Regions from separate parts of the Ovis aries genome. Here region 1 is linked to region 2. The links are chromatin contacts, called in public Hi-C maps. All regions are on one chromosome and are shown on one strand. Each heading gives the region's core, a stretch centred on a gene start, on an enhancer-like site or on the middle of the called end of the contact. The rest is flanking DNA. Distances are from core to core; before and after follow the strand shown. Region 1 has its middle 33 kb from the start of DNAH5. Region 2 overlaps TRIO (trio Rho guanine nucleotide exchange factor).

Evidence for each region. A called contact is a pair of places that touch in the nucleus more often than the background predicts.
Region 1: a Hi-C map of skin fibroblasts shows a contact between it and region 2, with 2.0 times the contacts expected there. The contact joins two enhancer-like sites. A contact is called at or near these places in 3 of 16 Hi-C or Micro-C datasets (muscle, skin fibroblasts and tail adipose tissue).

The regions. Positions count from the first base shown.
Region 1 is chr16:59,275,869-59,282,420 of ARS-UI_Ramb_v3.0, forward strand. No RefSeq gene overlaps it. Among named protein-coding and RNA genes, the nearest start is that of DNAH5, 33 kb to the right of the region's middle. Within about 2 kb of position 4,178, at least 10 of the 54 cell types and tissues checked have an H3K27ac peak or open chromatin away from gene starts, as enhancers often do. A contact at or near this core is called in tail adipose tissue, where this site is marked.
Region 2 is chr16:59,035,208-59,042,475 of ARS-UI_Ramb_v3.0, forward strand. All of the region lies in intron 1 of TRIO (trio Rho guanine nucleotide exchange factor), which reads right to left. Among named protein-coding and RNA genes, the nearest start is that of TRIO, 120 kb to the right of the region's middle. Within about 2 kb of position 5,429, at least 35 of the 54 cell types and tissues checked have an H3K27ac peak or open chromatin away from gene starts, as enhancers often do. A contact at or near this core is called in tail adipose tissue, where this site is marked.

The DNA of each region.
Region 1 (6,552 bases), core at 2,928-5,427, 240 kb after region 2:
TGTCTACTCTCTAGATGGTGCAGGAACCATTCAAGGGTATAGGGGCCAGAAATGGTGCCATCTCTATTAGGCTTCCCCTGGTGGCTTAGATGATAAAGAATTTGCCTGCAATGCAGGAGACCGGGGTTCAATCCCTGGGTCAGGAAGATCTCCTGGAGAAGGGAAGGGCTACCCACTCCAGTATTCTTGCCTGGAGAATTCCATGGACAGACTACAGTCCATGGGGTCACAGAGAGTCAGACACGACTGAGTGATGAACACTTTTACTTTTCTTTACTGGTTTTTAACTCTGGTGTCAGTGTGAAAAAAAAAAAAAAAAAAAGAAAGGCCAGAGACTGGGGCAGGGGTATTGATTCTCCCTAGAGTGAGGATAATGGTTGTACAAACGGCAGTCACATGGGATGCTGACAGTTGAGGAGGGGAAAGCCCCAGGAGTGACCATTGGAAGAGACCAAGAGGCTCACTGGGTCTCTAACGTCAGGGTTCTCAGCAGTCACCCATAGGCCTCCTAGGGATTCTGATTGGGAAGGTCTGAGGTGAGGCCCCCAAATGTGCACTTTTAACTCATACCTGCAGGTGTCAAAGCAGGGGATTGGTACTCACATGCTGAGTGTCTCTCCCTCCAATGAGTGAAAACCCTTAGGCTGGAATTACTGCACATACCCCAGCAAGAGTGGCAGGTCATCTTCACTCTTCCCAAAGTTTCTTTGTCCAGCCACCACTGGAGACCAGGACTTTGTGTCCCTGAGCTGGTGGGTCAGGAAGCTGTATCAGCACAGGCTTGTGGTCTCAATGACAAACCTCTTAGTTGGACTGGAGCTCTCTTCATTTTCCCCAATGGCTCCTCTATGGAGACCTTCATCTCTGAAATCTACCTGATATTCATAGTTGACTTTCACATGCCAAGTTGCTATCATGTACCTTCCTATTGGCTGACTTGGCTTGAGCCAACATCATGCCATGCACAAGGTGCCTCCTTCACTGATTCTGTGAATATTTATTGAGGAGGTGTGTGCCAGACATTGTTCTAGGCTTTGAGGATCTGACTCGGAAACATGCGGGCAGAGTCCTCACTCTCATGAGACTTCACAAGATGAGTCACACAGTAAACAAAAAGTGTATAGTCTCATGGGTTGAATTGTGGCCCTCACTGAAAAATAATTATGTCCAAATCCTAACCCCTGGGGCCTGTGAATGAGACCTTACTTGGAAATAAGGTCTTTACAGTTTTAATTAAGTGAAGGATCTCAAGATGACATCATCCATCACTAAATCCAACAAGGGCTTCCTAGGTGGCACAGAGGTAACAACCTGCCTGCCAGTGCAGGAGACGCAAGAGACACGGGTTTGATCCCTGGGTCAGGAAGTTCCCCTGGAGGAGGAAATGGCAACCTGCTCTAGGGAAATCCATGGACAGGGGAGCCTGATGAGCTACAGTGCCTGGGGTCGCAAAGAGTTGGACATGACTGAGCACACAGGCACGCAAGCTAAATCCAATGACCAATGTCTTCATTAGGGAAAGGAGTTTGGAGAAGAAGAAACAGGTGGAAGGAAGCAATGTGAACATAGAGGCAGAGACAGGAGTGATGCTGCTGCAAGTCAGGGAACATACCTGGACCCACCAGAAGCTGGAAGAGGCAGGAAGGATTCTCCCCTAGAGACTTTGGAAGGAGTGCAGCCCTGCCAACATCTTGATTTAGGACTTTTGGCCACCAGAATTGTGAGAGCATAAAAACCTGTGCCCTTTAAGCCAGCCAACTTGTGGGTGCATGTTACGACAGCCTTAGGAAACGAATATCCAGTCAGGTAGTAGTGAGAGCTAGGGAGGAAAATCTGTTCAGTTCAGTTCAATCACTCAGTTGTGTCCGACTCTTTGTGACCCCATGGATGGCAGCATGCCAGGCCTCCCTGTCCATCACCAACTCCTGGAGTTTGCTCAAACTCATGCCCATCGAGTCGGTGATGCCATCCAACCATCTCATCCTCTGTTGTCCCCTTCTCCTCCCGCCTTCAATCGTTCCCAGCATCAGGATCTTTTCCAATGAGTCAGTTCTTTGGATTAGGTGGCCAAAGTATTGGAGCTTCAGCTTCAGCATCAGAGGAAAATAGAGCAGGGTAAAGGGATGGAGAGGCTGGGAGGGTGGAGGAGATGCTGCTCCGGGCAGAATGATCAGCAACACACTGGTCCTCGCTTGTCCTTGTGTCTGTTTCTCTGATCACCACCTCCTGGCCTCTCCCTGTTTTTCTCCCGGCTGTGTTCTCAGATCTTGGCTTCTGATCTCACCTTACACTCATCTGAAGATGGCAGCTCGTGGGGACTCTGTTTACTCCCTGCAGAAAATCAGTAGCTTCGTTGCAGGAAGGGGCGGGGTCACACACTCAGATGAGGGTGAAGGACCACGTGAAGGGCAGGGGCCCCTTCCCCCATCCTGGAACTGCTGCCCTGCATCCGCTGATTGGGGCCACGAGGGGATGCGGTTAGCGGTGCCAGATCTTCTGGTTTCTTAAATGAAGTGGTTTCTTTCTTAACAGAACTCTCTCTCTTTTGTGGGGGGTATTTACTAAAAAAAATTTCAGGTGTGGAGACTTACCTGATAGTCCAGTGGCTAAGAGTGTATGCTCCCAAGGCAGGGGGCCTGGGTTCAATACCTGGTCAGAGAACTAGAGCCCACACGTTGCAACTAAAGATCCCACGTGCTGCAATTAAGACCTGGAGCAGTCAAAAAAAAAAAAATTCAGGTGAAATCAACATAGCACAAGTTAAACACGTGGAAGTGAACAATTCAGTGGCCTTTAGTTCCTTTACAATATTGTGTAACCACCACCTCTTTCTAGTTCCCAATGTTCATCTCCTGGAAATGAAATCCCATACCCATTGGGGAGTCAGTCCTTGTCTCCCCCCACCTCCAGCTCCCGGTAACCGCCAATCTGAGTTCCATTTCTATGGATTTACCTATTCTGGATCTTTCATGTAAATAGCATTGTGCAATTAAATGTCAACAACAAACAGCAACTATGACAGATACCTTGCAGATGGTTGGCCTGGCCCTTAGACATTCTGTTTCTGACCTCTGGCTGTGACAGGTGACCCTCTTCGCAAAATGAGGGGTTCCTTTGGCAGCTGTCTTGGTGGCCTTTTAGGATGCTGATAACACCAGGCTGGGGAGTGGTCAAGAAGCTCTGGGTAGTGGTGGATCGGTGGTCCCAGGTCAGTGTTTTTGGGGGATGTGCTCTGATTCCACTATGGTCCCCAAGAAGAAGGGTGGCTGTGACCAGTGGCACTGGGAAGGCAGCCCTTGCCTTCTAAGAGAGTTCTAAGGGCTTAGAAAAGATGCTCCCCTCGTCTCACTGGCTAACATGCTGTTTGGTGAGGAAGCTGGTCCTGAAATGACGCCCAAACAGGAGGCGCATGGAGGGAAAATGGGCTCAGGTCCCATGGCCACAAGGATCCCTGTGTTCAAGAATTTCCCTTGCCAACCTGGAATTCCTCCGGAGGACAAACTGTGGACTGGCTGGTCGTTTTCCCTCAGGGGAGGTGAGGTCATACTCTTCGGTTAGAGCGAGGAAAAAATGAGATGCGAGTGTTGGAGGGCTGGGTTCATTCTTTCCCAGAGTCATTCATTCCTTTAGGGCAGGGTACCCAGGGAGATGAAGATACATTACCTGTCAGCCCTCGGATTTATTAGGTGTCAGATTAAAAAAAAAAAAAAGTGTTACCAAGTGTTAGCAACAGGAACCATGGGGATCAAAGTAGGAAGAGATAGATTTTAACCAGGCAAAGGGTAAGTGGGAGGTATAAAAGGTTGAATGTACTTCCCAGGTCACTCACTGCCCATGGTCCTGGGACTCCTCTCTGCTCAGAGCGAGGCTGGGCAGTTGGGTGTGGAGGGTGGGGTGAATCCATTCTCCCCAGTTCTGGCAGTTTCTGCCCCAAAGGGGATGAGAGGTGGGGGCGGGGGGAGGCGCGGTGCGCGGGGGCGGGGGGAGGGGTGGGCTTTATCGAAGTCCTTGGCCCCCAGGGACTACTTTTTCTCATTTGCACAAAAGCGTAATCTGAACCAGGCTCCCTGCTTTGCCTGATTCTTTCGTTTCTGCTTTGGGTTCAACTTTGCAGTGCCTTGTTGTGGTTGGAACATGAGTATACACAGGAACGCGCCTTATTATGGTTGGAAATGATCCTTCTCCAACCAGTTTATTGAAAACACAGCTCCTTCTCTCCTGGCTGGAGTGGTCTAGGCGTGGTGCTGCCCCCCTCAGAGCAAGGGATGAGATGGTGACTCACTTCGGCGCTTTTCCAACGTCTAATTCAATGAATTCGGTTTGCTTCAGAGCCCTGTGAATCATTTTCCCTGCTCAGTGACTTGCATCACAGGGGGTGGCGGGGTGGGGGCTGAGATAACCAAGAACGCAGGGAGCCAATGGGTAGGTTTTCTTGGAAAGAAACTTCATGACTTTCACCGAACTGGGGGAGATCCAGACTGTGGAAAAACATAGGCATTTAAGAATACGGTTCTTGGAACAAGGCGAAATATTCTCCCGCAGTGCTGTAATTTTTCACCTTCTCACATTTCACTTTTGTTTAAGAAAGACGTCTGACATCACCGGGAGGATCTGCCGTGTCAGAAATACTGCGGATGACTCTCTGAACAGCTGCAGCCTTTGTGCTGGGCTCATTGCTCCGTGTGGGTAGCTGTCGTGTCCACTGAGTCATTCTCCACCCCATCCCGTCCACTCGGCTCTTCTGCATTCCTCGCCCTGCATCGTGTGATGTATCTTTAGAAGGGGCCACATGCATCTTAGTTAATAGCAGAAGGTGAATTGGAATAACGTGAGAAAAGACCTTGCGTCTCTGGGTGTGATTAAATGTGTGTAAAGACAGGAGAAAGCAGATGTTATCTCTTGTTTCTTTTTTCAAACTGGAGTTGAACCCTCACAAAGCTGCTGGGTGTCAGAAATGGAAACGGTGAAATTATGAAAAGAACGTCCCAGCTGTGCTTTCACAGGCAGCTTCTTTTTAACAGTGTTTGATAACTTCCAAAGGAAAAATTATTTTAATGGGTGACATTTCAAATCAATCTGTTGAAAGGCTATTTGTCTGAAACACAAATTTGCCAAGATCTTCTGTGTGTGTGTGTGTGTGTGTGTGTGTGTGTGTGTGTGTGTGTGTGTATGAACTGCTGAAGGAAAGACTGGAGGGCTGGTTTGTTTCACTATGAATATTTCTTAGCCTGGTCCTTGGCTGTTTATTCGCTTGGGCTTCCCAGGTGGCGCTAGTGATAAAGAACCAGCCTGCCAATGCAGGAGACCTGTGAGATGAGGGTTTCGATTCTTGGGTCGGGAAGATCCCCTGGAGGAGGGCATGATAACCCACTCCAGTATTCTTGCCTGGAGAATCCCACGGACAGAGGAGCCTGGCGGGCTACAGTCCATAGGGTAGCAAAAAGTCAGACAAGACTGAGGCAACTTCACAGGCTCATGAAGAGAGGAAGCGACAAAATGAACTTGAGGCATACTCTGGTTATCTTTTGCTGCGTATCAAACTGTCCCCAAACTTGCTGTTTTAAAATGATTTGTGGGTGAGGAATTTGGGCAGCGCTCAGCTGTGCAATTATTCTGTTCCGAGTGGCATTCCTCGAGGCTGCTCGGGGGTGTTCCGCTAGCACATGGGCTTCAGGGGTTCAAGACAGCTTCACTTACGAGTCCGGCACCTCAGTGGGGGTGCCTGGAAGACTGGACCCTGCTGGGCCAGTCAACTGGGGTGCCAGCACTAGATCCCCCAGCAGGGCGTCTCGGGGCACCCAGAGACCAAGCTCACACGCCAAGCTTCCCACAGCCTATGCTGGGAAATCAGGAAGCATCACTTAGCTCTCCTAGTGCCTGAACCCGGATCACAGGCCAGCCGGATTCAAGAGAAGTGGCAATAGTTCCCACCTCTTAGTAGGAGGACGCCCCGAGAATTTGTGGCTTTCTTTAATGCACTGTATGACATGAGAGAGACTTTTCAGCCAGGCTTTCAGGAATGCTTAAACATTCTTAGGCTTTACCTGGATTAGCTCCTTGGGTGACCTGCATAGCAGCTGTTGAAAACCTTTTCCAATTCCTTTCTCTCAAGCTTTTAAAACCCAGCAGGATCCTTTGGGGCCTTCCTGGGACAGACCAGCCCCACTGTGCGCGTGCACACACACACACACACACACACGCACACACACACACACACACAGTGTCCTCTGTCTGCTTCTAACCTGTAGAAACACTTTAGCCAAATAATAAATTTAATTAGGAAAAAAGAACAAGAGAATGCAGAAGCAAAGGAAAACAGTCAAACAGGACCAAATAATGGGGCTTCCCTGGTGCCTCAGATGGTAAAGAATCTGCTTGCCTGCCAATGCAGGAGACCTGGGTTCAGTCCCTGGGTGGGGAAGATCTCCTGGAGAAGAGAATGGCAACCTGCTCCAGTACTCTTGCCTGGAGAGCTCCATGGACAGAGGAGCTTGGTAGGCTATAGTCCATGGGGTCCCAGAGAGTCAGACACGACTGAGCAGCTGACACATG
Region 2 (7,268 bases), core at 4,179-6,678:
GGCTCTTTAGGTCATTTCCAGCCTTAAATAAAGAATCAGTCCCCGAAAGACTAGATGTGAGAGTAGTCCAGATTGTTTCACAAATCTTCCCCTTGTAATGCCATGATTAACATAAACACTAGCAAAGAAAGTAGCAACATTGTTTTTAAAAAACAACTATGAGTCATGGCACGCTAAATCCTCTAGGGGGAGCTCAAAGCCACATCCTATCTGTGAATCTGGTTAAAAATAAAAGTGGCAGGGAGGAGAGCAGGGATTATAAATAGCTGGGGACCGGCCACGGCTCCCTCTCGGCTCTGTCCTTCCGGGTTTTCTGGGTCATGCCCCCCTGGAGGAACGTCACTGGCCAATGTGGCAAGATGGTCTGGTGTCACCTGCCTCACAGGGTGACACCAGGCCCCTCTTCTCACATCAAACCAACTCTCCCCACGCCCCCAACGTCGGCGAAGGCCAAGTGGAAATACTCTGGCCAGGAAGCACAGTTTAGGACAAGCCAATGTCCATCTAAGCCAAGGGAAGCCTGGCAGCCCCAACATGCCTGGCCGAAACTCGCCAGGGTGGCTGCCCACACGGGAGTTTGGGGTCAAGATGTTCACACGTGTAATAATGTCTCGGGATTTTACTCTTGGAGGTCTCTACAGGGGTCGTCTGGGTTCAAGATATTGGCTATTCTCATCAAAGCAGTGACTGTGGGAGGTTCAAGAGGGAGAGGACATACACCTAATGCCGATTCACGTTGGCTGACTTACGGCAGAGACCACCATAATACTGAGGAGCAACTATCCTACGGTTAAAGATAAATAAACTTACATCTAAAAAAAAATTTTTTTTAACCCAGTAATTGTCATTCATGGCAGAGGAATCTCTTGAAAAAAATTAAAGACTACTGCCCCAACCCTATCTTCCTGTCTGTTTTTGTCAAAACTGTACAAGGAATGGATCCACACTGTGAGCTGGTAATAGCCAATGGAAGGCACAGACCTGAAGGCCGAGAGAGAAAAAACGCTCTCGGTAAGTGATCAGAGTTTCCATGTCTCATGTGCCTGAGGGGTTCCTACAGACCAGCCCTGCCACAGGGCTGAAACCTGTAAAAATCGCCTGTCTCAAGGCACAGACAGGAGAGGGATCAAAAGCAGGAAAGAGGAAGTCCCTTTGTAAGGACTTCAGGGCAGGGCCCGGCCTAAGCCACTTGGAGCTGCTGAAACAAGTCAGGACACAGCTCAGGGCGACCTCGGGAGCTCCAACCAAGAGGGCGAAACCGTGAGCAGCAGAAGGGGAGCCTCAAAGTGTGTGGATAAACTTGGCCCAAACCTCTGAGTCTGCAGGTTTAGGGCAAGCTCCCTGCAGCCTCGGCTCCCAGCTCAGGATAAGGACCAGGACCTGACTCGAGGCTGGAGTCCAGCCTACTGAAACAAGCATACAAACAGCAACCACACCGGCCCCTTTGGGAGAACAGGATCTAGTCTCTACAACATATCATTCCCAGAAGCAAAGATTGCATAGATCAGTAACAACCCTGTCCACAGAATACCCATGTAGGAAGAACCCAGTTTAACAGGATGCAACTAGTCGCAAAGAGTCCGACCCAACTCAGCAACTCAACAGCAACAAAATCATGGAAGTTGAAATGTCCAAGGGCTTAGCACACTACCCAGCTGGCTGAGAAAGGGCTCTCTCGACACAGAACCCAGGCCTCCACATCGCCAGCCTCTTTTGCTTTCCAGTATACTCCGCCTTGCGCTGGCAACCCACCAAGCTTTTAAAACAGGGGCTATTTATAAAAGGCAAGACAGGAGCCAAGCGGTCTGCAATTTCATCCTTAAGCTTCCTTCAAAAACCCTTGAATGGACGCAATGTCGTCTCAGAAGTTCATTGCCCGTCATTGGGTGGTTCACTGTGTGTCCACAAAGACTGAGGACATCCCAGTTGCAGCTGATATGAACATGGATGGCAGCGGGGGAGGCAAATACAAAGAGGAATCGGGCACCACGGCAGCCTTCTTGGAGACGAGCTCATAAGTACCTGGAGGGCAGGGTGTGGGATGGAAAGTTCTGTAAGCTGCACGTGGCACCCACGTGGCAAGGAGGAGCAGATCAGATGACAGGATGCTCAGAGGGAGCAAGCCGTAGCTGCGGATCCTCACCCACGGGGATTTGAAAAGAGGATCCCCTTCCACCGCCACCAGATAAGAAAACGCTGCTTCCGGCCGTTCCCTCAACAGCCTGTGCCCGCAGGCGCCCCGGCCAGGGCAGGGCGGAGCCTTCAGGGAGATGCCACCTCCACGGCTGTCCTGGACTCCACACCACAGCAGCAGGCACTGCCTATCACACAACCCTCAGCAAGAGGAAGGTCCCGATTCCTGGGCAGGGACCCCAGGAGAGGCCGGCATCCTTGACAATTCCCGCCAACTCTGGGCTACACTATTTATTAACGACCTTGATGGCAAGAATGATGCTAATTAGAACTGGCATGTTCCTGACCGCCCCACAGGAAGACGATCGTACTGATAGGAAAACGAAGTGGAGGAAACGAGACAGCCTTCACCTGCCATGCCCCACTGTAAGCCACAGACTGACTCCTGTGGGTCCTCAGTGTCTTCAGAGTAGCTACTCTAGCCAACCAGTTCCTGAATCGCCTCCCTAGATTAAGTAAGATTCACCGTTTTTCCAGAAGAAGAAAGACACGTGAGTCAAGGGCTAAACTGGTGTGGAAATGCATTTAACTTTTATCATGACATCTGTACATGTCCCAACATAGACTAGAATGTAAATTCTAAATAGTTTCACTGCAATATTTTTGTTGAATATGCCACAGAAGAAGAAATGTTACTGTTATTAAAATTGACAATGAAAACATCTAAAACAGAAAAGAGAAAAACGAAACAAAACAAAAAAGAGAACCATAAAACTAACCACACAAAGACACCGAGTTTGTGGCTATTATTAGGCGGTCACCTAAGCATCATGTTTAACCCGGTTTCCATTTTTAAAAACAGGCAAAAGACGGAGGCAGCCTGTACACACACTGAAGCCAGATTAAATATATCATGTAACTTTCAATGAAAAGCAGGAAGAACTCAGCCATGAAGCATCCTCAGATCAAAAGGCAGATTCAGTTCCAGGCCCTGAAGAGCTATTTATGAAAATGGAGTGCATGACTACAAAAAACTTACAAATAAATGCCTTCTGGGTTATTCCAGTGATTCCAGACTACACTACAGATAGGATAACTCCTACTGCCTGGCTTCCTGATGCATAAAAGGACCAAGCTGTGGCTCTTAAGCTTGTGGGACAAAGGATACACCCAGCAACCATGCTGGAAGCACACGTCTGTCCTTCCACACTCTCAGCGTTCTGGGGAAAGGACAGGTGAATGCCATCTTAGAGTGACAACTGCGAGACCCCAGACCATACCAGTGCCACAGACCACGTAACTCAGCACTTTACTTCCAAGGGCCACCAAACTTCACAGAGAGAATTTCAGGATATCAGTCCTGAATATTCACTGGAAGGACTGATAATGAAGCTGAAATTCCAATCCTCTGGCCACCTCAGGCGAAGAGCTGACTCATTGGAAAAGACCCTGATGCTGGGAAAGATTGAAGGTGGGAGGAGAAGGGGATGACAGAGGATGAGGTGGTTGGATGGCATCACCAATTCGATGGACATGAGTTTGAATAAGCTCTGGGAGTTGATGATGGACTGGAATGCTGCAGTCCATGGGGTCACAAAGAGTCGGACACGACTGAGAGACTAAACTAAGGAAAGAAAGGGCAAAAAAAAAAAAAAAGAGAGAGAGAGAGAGAGAGAGAGAGAAAAGCAACATGAATGGGGATAATAAACAGAGGTAAATGGCCAAAGTCAGAGGACGTGTAGTTGTTGGACCATTTCGTAAATTACATACTTTTCCAATTACACAGGCGGTGCTAGAGAAGACTCTTGCGAGTCCCTTGGACTGCAAGCAGATCCAACCAGTCCATCCTAAAGGAGACCAGTCCTGGGTGTTCACTGGAAGGACTGATGCTGAGGCTGAAAATCCAAAACTTTTGGTCACCTCATGCGAAGAGTTGACTCATTGGAAAAGACCCTGATGCTGGGCGGGATTGGGGGCAGGAGAAGAGGGGACGAAAGAGGATGGGAAGGCTGGATGGCATCACTGACTTGATGCACATGAATTTGGGTAAACTCTGGGAGTTGGTGATGGACAGGGAGGCCTGGCGTGCTGCGATTCATGGGGTCGCAAAGCGTCCGACACGACTGAGCGACTGAACTGAACTGATACTGAAGTGTGTGGAGACTGGACACTTGTTACAATTTAAAGTACATTTTGCTGAGACAGAGAAGCCCATGTGAATTTTAATGAAATGCTAGCTTCAGGGCACAGTGAAGATGCAGTCAGCCAAAGCTCACCAAGCTCCTTCTTGGTGCAAAGGGGATGTCCCAGGGGAGGCCTAAAAGGCAGGCAACAACTGTTCTCTTAAACCAAATGTGAGAGAAATTTGACCAGAACATTCATATGATAAACGTTCTATGATAATGTTCATATGATAAACGTATTACTCTCGATCTTGATGTTTCTTGAATGCTATTGGGGGCGGGGGGGCGCCTACAAATCTGATTTCATCGTGAACATAAATGTGCCGTTAGCGGTTGATGACCTTCTTTCCTCGTTCCTTTGGTTTCAGTCAACACAAATAACACCTTTTCCCTCAAGCAATCATATTTGAATATTCAGAAATTTTAACATTTTCATTTAAAAATATCTCAAACCCCGCCCTCCAGGTTCAGCATGATGTGACTTGCCAAAATTGATTCTGCTATCACCTTTCAGATTGCTATTTGGCTCAGTAGTCTGTTGATTTGTGATCTATTTCAATCCCCCCTCAACCCCCGCTCCCAAATTATCCACATTCCCTAAAGTGACTCGCATTATGTTGCCCATCAGGAGGACTGCTTTTCCCCTCTTCCTCTAAATCCACCCGCAAGCCAGAGGACCCGTCTGTTTCTTTCACTGCTGTTTCCCAGATGTCAGGCACAGGATGGTCAATGAACATGGGCTGACTGCACGAACGAATGAGCAGACAATGAACTAACAGAACAACAATACTTCTCCAGCTTCTTGCCCCTGAAACCCCCACAGAGGCACCCCAGTGTTCCTTACCACTTTCCGTTCCAGGTTTGTAAACTATTAAGCTCAGTATTGTTCAGATGGCCTATAGTATGACTTACACTTCTAACAAGGAAAATTAACCTCTGGGTCCTAAGAGTAAACATTCCACAAGTTATTCAGCAATGGAAAACCTTTTAGTTGTACCAGTGGTCTGAATCAACTTATTTTTTACCCCTCCACTCTACAAGGAGGTACTGCATTGTTACTGTGAACAAATACCTTCTGAAGCGAGTCACTGCTGACCAGAATGCTCACAGGCTTGGTCACTTCCTTGGTATCAGATTTTTTTAAAAAACAACAAACAGAAAAGGAAGAGCTACCCACTGCCCCCACCCCCCAGCGTGTTGTTGTTTTTTCAATTTAAAAAGAAAGCACCACAGAAATATTTTTACAATGAGCAAAAAGCTTTTATGCCGCACATCATCCCAACAAAATTTATGTAGCTGTTTTAAAAAGAATTAAGATGAAGCAAATCAAATGAGTTTTAAAAATGAATCAAATTTTTAAAAGTCTAAACCAAAACACAGGTTAGTATTTTCCCTCCATATTTCTTCTGGGACTACTGACATATACTAGTCATTTGAAATTATACCTAATCCTCCAACTACTTGAGTCAATCTTTTTTTAAAGTAAAAACAGTGTTAGGAAAAAAAATACCGTCATTTCTTCCCCATTTGAGCTGTAACCAATGAACTGGCACCTTGTTCTGAACAGCCCAGTTCACCTTCACTGGGATTTGTCCCTAAATGACAAGGCAAACTGCCCTGCTCATCCGTTTTCAGAGGTCGCATTTGCCTGTCAGCTGTTCTACTTTAGTATTTACTAAGCGGGAAACCTGAAAGTGGGGGAGGACTGCAAAGATCCCCATCCTTATAAAAACACAGCTTGTAGCGGCAAAAAAAAAAAAAGTTAATAAGTAAAGCAGCATCTTGAAAGAACAAAGAAAAGCAACGTGCAGCAGTAAGCTGGAGGGTTCCTATTAGTACGGAGTCTTGGTGGTGATTACCGAATGTTACTCATCACTTTATTTAGGGGAGCGCCGCGCGCGCACGCACCCCAGAGCACAAAGAGCCGGGTGATACGTCTCTGCATCAGCGGCCGCGCGCACGCGCAGACAGAGGTGACGTCACCCTTTCCAGGCAGGCCGTCCGCAGTTCCGAGTCCGGACCTTTCTCCGCAGTGCCTGCAGGATTAGTCACGGATCACGGGGAGCGGTGCCGCGCGGGGCACGCGGTTTGCGCTATCAGGGATTTTGGCCTGGCAAGCACTGAGATCAGTGTTGCGTAGGAAGGAAGCATTTTCTCTAAGCCTGCATCCTCTCTGAAGATGAGGGCGGGGCGGGGGGGAAGAGACAAGGTTGTAAATCAAATGTTTTTACCTGTCTTCTTTACTAATATATAAAAAATCAAAACAATGCAAGGCTTATATTATTTTCCCATATATCTGTAAGTGCAGTCCACACACACAAGATCATTACGAGGGTCGGACACGACTTAGCAACTGAACAACAGCAGCAACAGACTGTATATAAAGTGAAGTATTTACACCAAGAATAGGGACATGCTCACAGGCCACCACGCAGGAACATGGATGGGGTTTCATACTGCAGCATTATAATTTTTACTTATAACCTTTATGGTTATAATAACTGTCAGGCTCACTGATTTATTCCTTCACATAATTTTAGAAGCAATAGCCTGTAACATCATACTGCTAGAGAGGTTTGATTGATTCGAGGCCGTTAAGAATGTTTCAACTTAAAAGAGCTCTGACTTTTAATGTCTTGAGCACAAAATATAGAAAAACAAAGAAAAATTACCATGCACACAAAAAGAAACCATAACAAGAATATTTTGACTATTACACATACTTTACTATAATGAAAACATCTGTAGAATTTTTAACATTTGATGATTTAATTATATGGTAACTGTGTTAGAGGTTAATTTAAAAGCATCAATAATAGGCCAGTGAAAGGAAATATTCCAACAGTCAAAATAGGAAGAGGAATAGCAAAAAAAAAAAGGGAGTGGGGTTGGGGGGGGGGGGTAATTCTACAATCTCATAAATCAACAAAGAACCATGTGCCCAGATGTGCC